Linked DNA regions of Mus musculus: region 1 is linked to region 2. The links are chromatin contacts, called in public promoter capture Hi-C maps. All regions are on one chromosome and are shown on one strand. The core of a region is the stretch at or near the end of the contact, and the rest is flanking DNA. Distances in the headings are between cores, read along the strand shown.

What was found. Capture Hi-C pulls out chosen DNA fragments and counts their contacts.
Region 1: a contact with region 2 is called in a promoter capture Hi-C map of adipose tissue. The contact joins the promoter of Mcat here to the promoter of A4galt in region 2. A contact is called at or near these places in 2 of 484 Hi-C or Micro-C datasets (B cells and embryonic stem cells), 5 of 115 datasets of contacts at active chromatin or transcription factors (bone marrow-derived macrophages, embryonic stem cells, pancreatic cancer cells and 1 more) and 3 of 9 other capture datasets (adipose tissue, liver and pancreatic islet).

Annotation. Positions count from the first base shown.
Region 1 is chr15:83,554,195-83,557,347 of GRCm38.p6, reverse strand. Mcat (malonyl CoA:ACP acyltransferase (mitochondrial)) reads left to right here and starts at 1,637. Exons shown (of 4, transcript NM_001030014.2): 1 at 1,637-2,077. The coding sequence starts at 1,661.
Region 2 is chr15:83,250,062-83,253,171 of GRCm38.p6, reverse strand. It overlaps A4galt (alpha 1,4-galactosyltransferase), which reads left to right and starts at 1,443. Exons shown (of 3, transcript NM_001004150.4): 1 at 1,443-1,472.

The DNA of each region.
Region 1 (3,153 bases), core at 388-2,887, 300 kb before region 2:
ATCCTCTCTGATACATCAAATTCCTATATTGAGCCTTAATCCCCAGGGTGAAGGCATTTAGAGGAATCTAGAGGACACCTGGAGGGTCAGGGTGATTAAGTAGAGGTGGGACCTTCATGAATTAGATGAATACCCTTATTAGAAAACACCCCCCCCATCTATCATGTGGGGATATTAATAGTTTTTCCCCACTGATGAAATAATCCAACTCAAGCCCAATTAAAAGTATAAAAGCTGGTTTATTGTGGGCAGCTCTCGAACAGGTTCACCGGTCTCAGAAAACGAGGCCAGGGAAATCGCCATGTAGACAGGGAGGCAAAGATGGGGGAGCAGAAAGAGAAAGAGGAAACATTCTGAACAAAGAGGGAATGCAAAGACGGAGAGAGCTGGGGTGGCTGTAACACACCTGGCACAGCTGGCTAAGGCCGGTAATGAGGTAAGCAGTTGCTAGGTCCCTGAGTGAAGGCCAGTGGAACTGCCTGTATACTAACAGAGTTAGGGCTAGGGCACCCGGGTTTGGATACAGAAGAGTTAGTTATCTGCAAGCCATGAAACAGATTCTTTCCAGACACTGAATCTGCAAGTGCTGAGCTTGATCTTGGACTTTTCAGCCTCAAGAACTCTGACATATAATTTCGATTATTAAGCCCTTAAGTCTATGGCATTGGTATGCCAGCCAGAGCAAACTGAGACATACCTCCAAATAGATCTTCTCATTGTAAAGGCTGTGGTGAGTATTGAGGTGGGGGCGGGGATGGATTTCCTGGGCACCTTAGCAGAGACTGGCAGGAAATGAGAACAGATCAGAGTTCTGGAAAAGGGGTGCAGGGCTCAGGTAAGGATCAGTGTGACCCAGACTCACAATAGCTCTCAGAGACTGCATAAGCACAACTTCCAGTGCCATTCTGTGACTAACCATATAGTACACAATCTTTACGACGTTTGTCTCCTTGTTTGTAAACTGAGGATTTATTTATTTATTGAGACAGAGCTTCTCTGAGTGTGTGTGTGTATGTTTGTTTGAGTGTGTGTGTGTATGTGTTTGTTTGTTTGTTTGTTGAGATAGGGTTTCTCTGAGTAGCCCTGGCTGTCCTGGAACTGCTCTGTGGACGATGCTGGCCTCGAACTCAGATCCGCCTGCCTCTGCCTTCAAAATGCTGGAATTAAAGGTGCGCCACTACCACTCGGCTATAAACTGTGGAATTTAAAAAGCGAATCTGACTTGTACTTGGTTCCACCGCACGGAGATTTACTAGCTTCCTATTATGATTTGGACACCTCGCTGTGCTTTGTAGGCAACAAGAACTATTTGCTTAGTACGGTTGGCAGAATCATGGGCAAAACCAAGCCAACCACAGCACTTTCACGGTCTACTGGACGGTGGTGCACAATTTAGTACGTAGATACCTATTGAAGGCTCACTATGGAAGCTATCTGCGGTTCCTGGTTGGAGATGTTTAAGGAAACGCACGGACCACTCCAGGACCGACATGCAACTGCAAATAGTTTGAGAGCTGGTAAAGATGAGTAGGTAACATAGGAACGTTTTTTTACTGGCTGCCTAGATGACCCGACAGGAAATACAGGAAGGACCGCCCCGCTGCGCAGCCGCAGTGCGTCTCAGCCGCAGCGATAACGACCACCGGCTCTGCGCGTCGCAATGAGCGCTCGGGTAGCTCGGGCCGGGTGGGCCTGGCGCTCCTGGGGCCGCCGCGCCGCCTCGAGCCTCCGGGAGCCGCCGCCGGACGCCGTGGACGTGGCGGAGCTGCTGCGGGACTCCAGCGTGGCCGAGGAGGGAGCCCAGGAGGCGGTGGCGCGGCGGCGGCCACCTTCACAGTGCTCCGTGTTGCTCTTCCCCGGCCAGGGCTGCCAGGCGGTCGGCATGGGCAGCGGCCTGCTCCACCTCCCGCGTGTGCGGCAGCTCTACGAGGCCGCGCACCGGGTACTGGGCTACGATCTGCTGGAGCTGTGCCTGCGGGGGCCCCAGGAGGACCTGGACCGCACAGTGCATTGCCAGCCCGCCGTCTTTGTGGCTTCACTGGCCGCCGTGGAGAAGCTACATCATCTGCAGCCGGCGGTGAGCCGAGGAGCGAGCGCCGGACCCCGCCTTCTGGGTCTCAGGGTTCCTCAGTCTGGTTCTTATTGGTCCCCAATCTGGTCCTCGTTGATAGTATTCTAGACGCACTGCACAAAATGAGGATCCCTGCTCCAGGGGAGTTTGCATCTTAGACGACACAGACACTTCACACTTAATGCACCGAGTTAACATATCACATTAAAGATGAATGCGTTGGGCTAGAGGATCTTGGTTCGGTTCCTAGCACTCATGTGGTAGGTTCACAACCATCCATAACTCCAGTTCCATGGGATCTGATGCTATTTTATGGCCTCTGCGGGTATCAGGTATGTGCACCATGTGCACAAAACATATAAACAGGCAAAACATTCAAACACATAAATTGCTTTATTTTGGTTTTTTTCTAGACAAGGTTTTTCTGTGTAACAGCCCTGTATATCTTGAACTCGCTTTGTACACCATACTGGCCTCAAACTCGCGGAGATCCTTTTGCCTCTGCCTACCAAGTGCTGAGACCAAAGGCATGTGCCACCACACCTGGCCACACACATAAATTTTTTAAAAAGGATTTATTTATTTATTTAATGTATGTGAGTACACTGTAGCTGTACAGATGGTTGTGAGCCTTCATATGGTTGTTGAAAATTGAATTTAGGACCTCTGCTGGCTCCAGTTGGCCCTGCTCGCTCTGGCCCAAGGATCTATTTATTATTATAAATAAGTACACTGTAGCTGTCTTCAGACACACCAGAAGAGGGTGTCAGATCTCATTAATGGTGGTTGTGAGCCACCATGTGGTTGCTGGAATTTGACCTCAGGGCCTTCAGAAGAACAGTCAGTGCTCTTACCTGCTGAGCCATCTCACCAGCCCCCACATAATTTTTTTTTTTTTTTTAATTTTTGAGAGGCTGGAGAGATTGCTCAGTGGTTAAGAGCACTGACTGTTCTTCCAGAGGATCCTGGTTCAATTCTCAGCATTCACATGACAGTTCACAACTGTCTATAACTCCAGTTACAGGAGATCTGGCACCCTCACACTGACATATATGTAATTAAAATACAATGCACATAAAAAG
Region 2 (3,110 bases), core at 194-2,693:
ATCTCGGCACCTGTGTGCATCCATCACACTAAGAATTAAGTTTTGTTTTTTTTTTTTTTTACTTATGAGTACATCTGTGTAGCTGTGTGGGTGCAGGTACCCTCAGAATCTGGAAGAAGACGTGAGATTCTCTGGAGCTGGAGTTACAGGCAATTGTAAACCTTCTGGTGTGGGCTTTAGGAATCCAACTCGGCTCCCCGTGAAGAGCAGCAATTGCTCTTAACTGCGGAAGGGTCTTCAACACAATACCATTCATTATCCAATACTCTGTAGCCTTGGCTTGGCCTAAAAAGCTCTATATAAATCAGGCTGGCCTCGAACTCTCAGAAACCTGCCTGCCTCCCAAATGCAGGGATTGAAAAGAAATGCACCACCACGGCTGGCAGGGCTCCTTGTTTGAGTTTTAAGATGAGCAAAGTCTGTTATCCCAGCATTTGGGAGGCGAAAGCCAGAGGGGTTGTCACAAGTTTGAGGCCACTGTGGTTTACAAGAAAGCCGTGGGCTAGAATGAGAAGCAGTCTGGCAAAGCCAAACCAAAAAAATCAAACCTGGGAGTGATGAGCACTAATGGGAATGGCCCGCGAAGAGGCAAGAGGGGCAGGAGCAGCAACGGCTAGCAGCTGGAGGCTGGGGATCTCCTGGAAAACGAGAAAGGGTGGGCATAGCCAAGAGCTAGGTAGTTGTCAGCAGTGGGGTGAAGGGGTGAGAATTTTCCACAGATTCGCTTTTACAAAGCCTGTTTACCCAGGCTGTTCTCAGGGTTGGGATAGGGTGTTTCCATTTTCTCAGCGGCCTGGACACAGGTTTGTATGGTGAGAGAGATGAAGCAGGGCAGGCAGCGAGGGCACGTTGGCATCTAGCCCGAGAGGAGAGCTGGCGGGGGAAATCGCCACTAGGGAACACCATGCCGTGGGCCCGGCCCTTCCTTGGGTCACAGCAGGCCAGAGCAGGGAGTGAGGAGTACTTGGAACAGACGCTGCTGGGCAGTGGCGTCAGGATGACTCAAGTCTCAGATGTCGCCCCTTCTCAACTGCACAACATTTATGTAATTAACCAAACCGCTTCGAGCCTGGCTTTTTATTTTTTTTTCCATCTGTTAAATGGAAAAAAATAGAGCCATGGGTAGGGGATTCATCCCTGTCTTGGAGGAGTGACTTGGGAGGCTGAGGCAGGAGGATTGCTAGCTCTGGGGCAGAAGGGCTGGAGAGAGAAACGGAAGGTTTAGAATAGGATTGTGACTAGTGAGGTGTGGGTGGCCGGGAGGCGGCTCACACCTGTTGGCTACTGGCTATTGATGACTCAGGTCGTGCCCACCCCCATTTCTAGACAGGACTAGCTGCAGGCGGAGAGGGACCCGTGGGGCAGAAACGCCAGACCCCGCCCAGGGCTGGAGGGGCGGCGCTCCTGTCCGCTGGGCTCAAGCCACCGCCCTCCAGGGCCGCAGTAGCCGCCCGCCGACGCGGGAGCCGGAGGTACCTGGATCTCAGGGACAGGGCAGCGGGCAGGGGGATCTCGTTGGGATCCGGGGCGCCCCTGTTCTAGGCTGGAAAGGGAGGTGAGCTGCAAGACATCAGGGACCCGGGTCCCCGCCTGGCCACCTGTTCTACAGGCGACAATGGTGCGGGCACCAGTTCCGCGCCGTGGTCCCTCAGCTGCCGCCCGCACCGGTCTGCGCCCCGAAGTTGAGCGCGGCGCGGCGCGAGCTAGTCTGGGGCCGGCTAGGATCCCGCAATTCCTTCCCGCAGCCCAGGAGGCCCTCGGAGGGCGAGGTTCACGGGGGAGGGGGACGACTGGGAATCCGAAGTCCAGATCCCAAAGCGCTGCTCGGCGACGTTGGGCGTGCTCTGGGAGGTCGCGGCGGGGCGCATCCCGGAGAGGAATGGAATGCCGCGCGCTGCAGGGAGGGCTTCGGGTTGGGAGTTGGCTCTGGGCTTTCTGGATGCTCCGGCTTCGGACCTGCACCGGGAAGGGTCTTCAGGTGCAGGGGGTAGCCTGGGAAAAGCGGGGGAGCAAGGGAAGCCAGCATGGAGTCGCGAGACCCAGGGCTCGGTCCCGGATCAGCACGCTCGCGCTTCTCCCCTTCTTCCGATGAGAACAGTTGAGGTATGGGACTGGAAGCCGAATAGGGTTGGAAGAGGCTGCGCCTGGGAGATTTACCCTATCCACTCCTTTTCACTGTTAGGGCGAGCCCCCTTGCCTCAATGTCTTCGTATGTCATCTGGGGCTAGAAGTTCTTTTCATCTCCTTGGCAGAGTCCACTGAGTCTCTAGCCCGCTGGAGATTAAAAGTATCCTTTCCATCTCTACTCTGTCACATCCATAGCAATCCAGCTGCTGCAACCCCAGCCGGTTCCGAAGTGACACCCTCCGGCTCCCCGTCACCCCACTCCACCCCCTCTTTGACCTTTCTCCTCCCTAAGAATGGGGACTCCAATAAAGCAGAGCTGCCCTCCACTCGCACTCCCCTAGTCTCTGGCATTCAGCAGCAGAAATCTTTCCCATAAAGGAAAGTCCTCAAACGAAAGACCAAAAAATTCACAGGAACTCAGCCTCCCGGTTTTATTTGTTTGTTTGTTTTGTTTTGAAAACGCTTCTTCAATGCCTCAAGGGCTGGTCCCTGCCTGGACAGCTCAAGGGTCGCTGCGACCTATTAAACAATTCTGTAGAGTTTGCTTTGTTTCTTTGAAACAATTAAGGCTCTGCAGCTGTCTATATTGACAAGGATTAGTCCCAGAGAAAGGTTGTTCACTCATGGGAGAAGTGATGAATATCCCAGGGTGTGGGCAGGGTTGCTTGAATCTCTAGAGGCGACTGTGACCCACCATATCACCCCAAAACAGCCTGGTCTTAGAGGTGGAGGTGGAAGGCGAGGAGCAGTCCAGACCTTCAATGACCTCAAGTAACAGCTTTACTACTGAGCCGCCTCAACTGCCCTGGTTTTTGTTGTATAATGAAAGCATTTGGTTCTTTTAGATACTGTTACCCTTTGTTTTGAGACAGGGTCTCACTGTGTAGCTCTCACTGCCCTGGAATACTGTATACACCAGGCTGGTCTCCAACTCAGAGATCTGCCTGCCTCTGCCTCCAGGGTGCTGGAATTTTTTTTTTTTT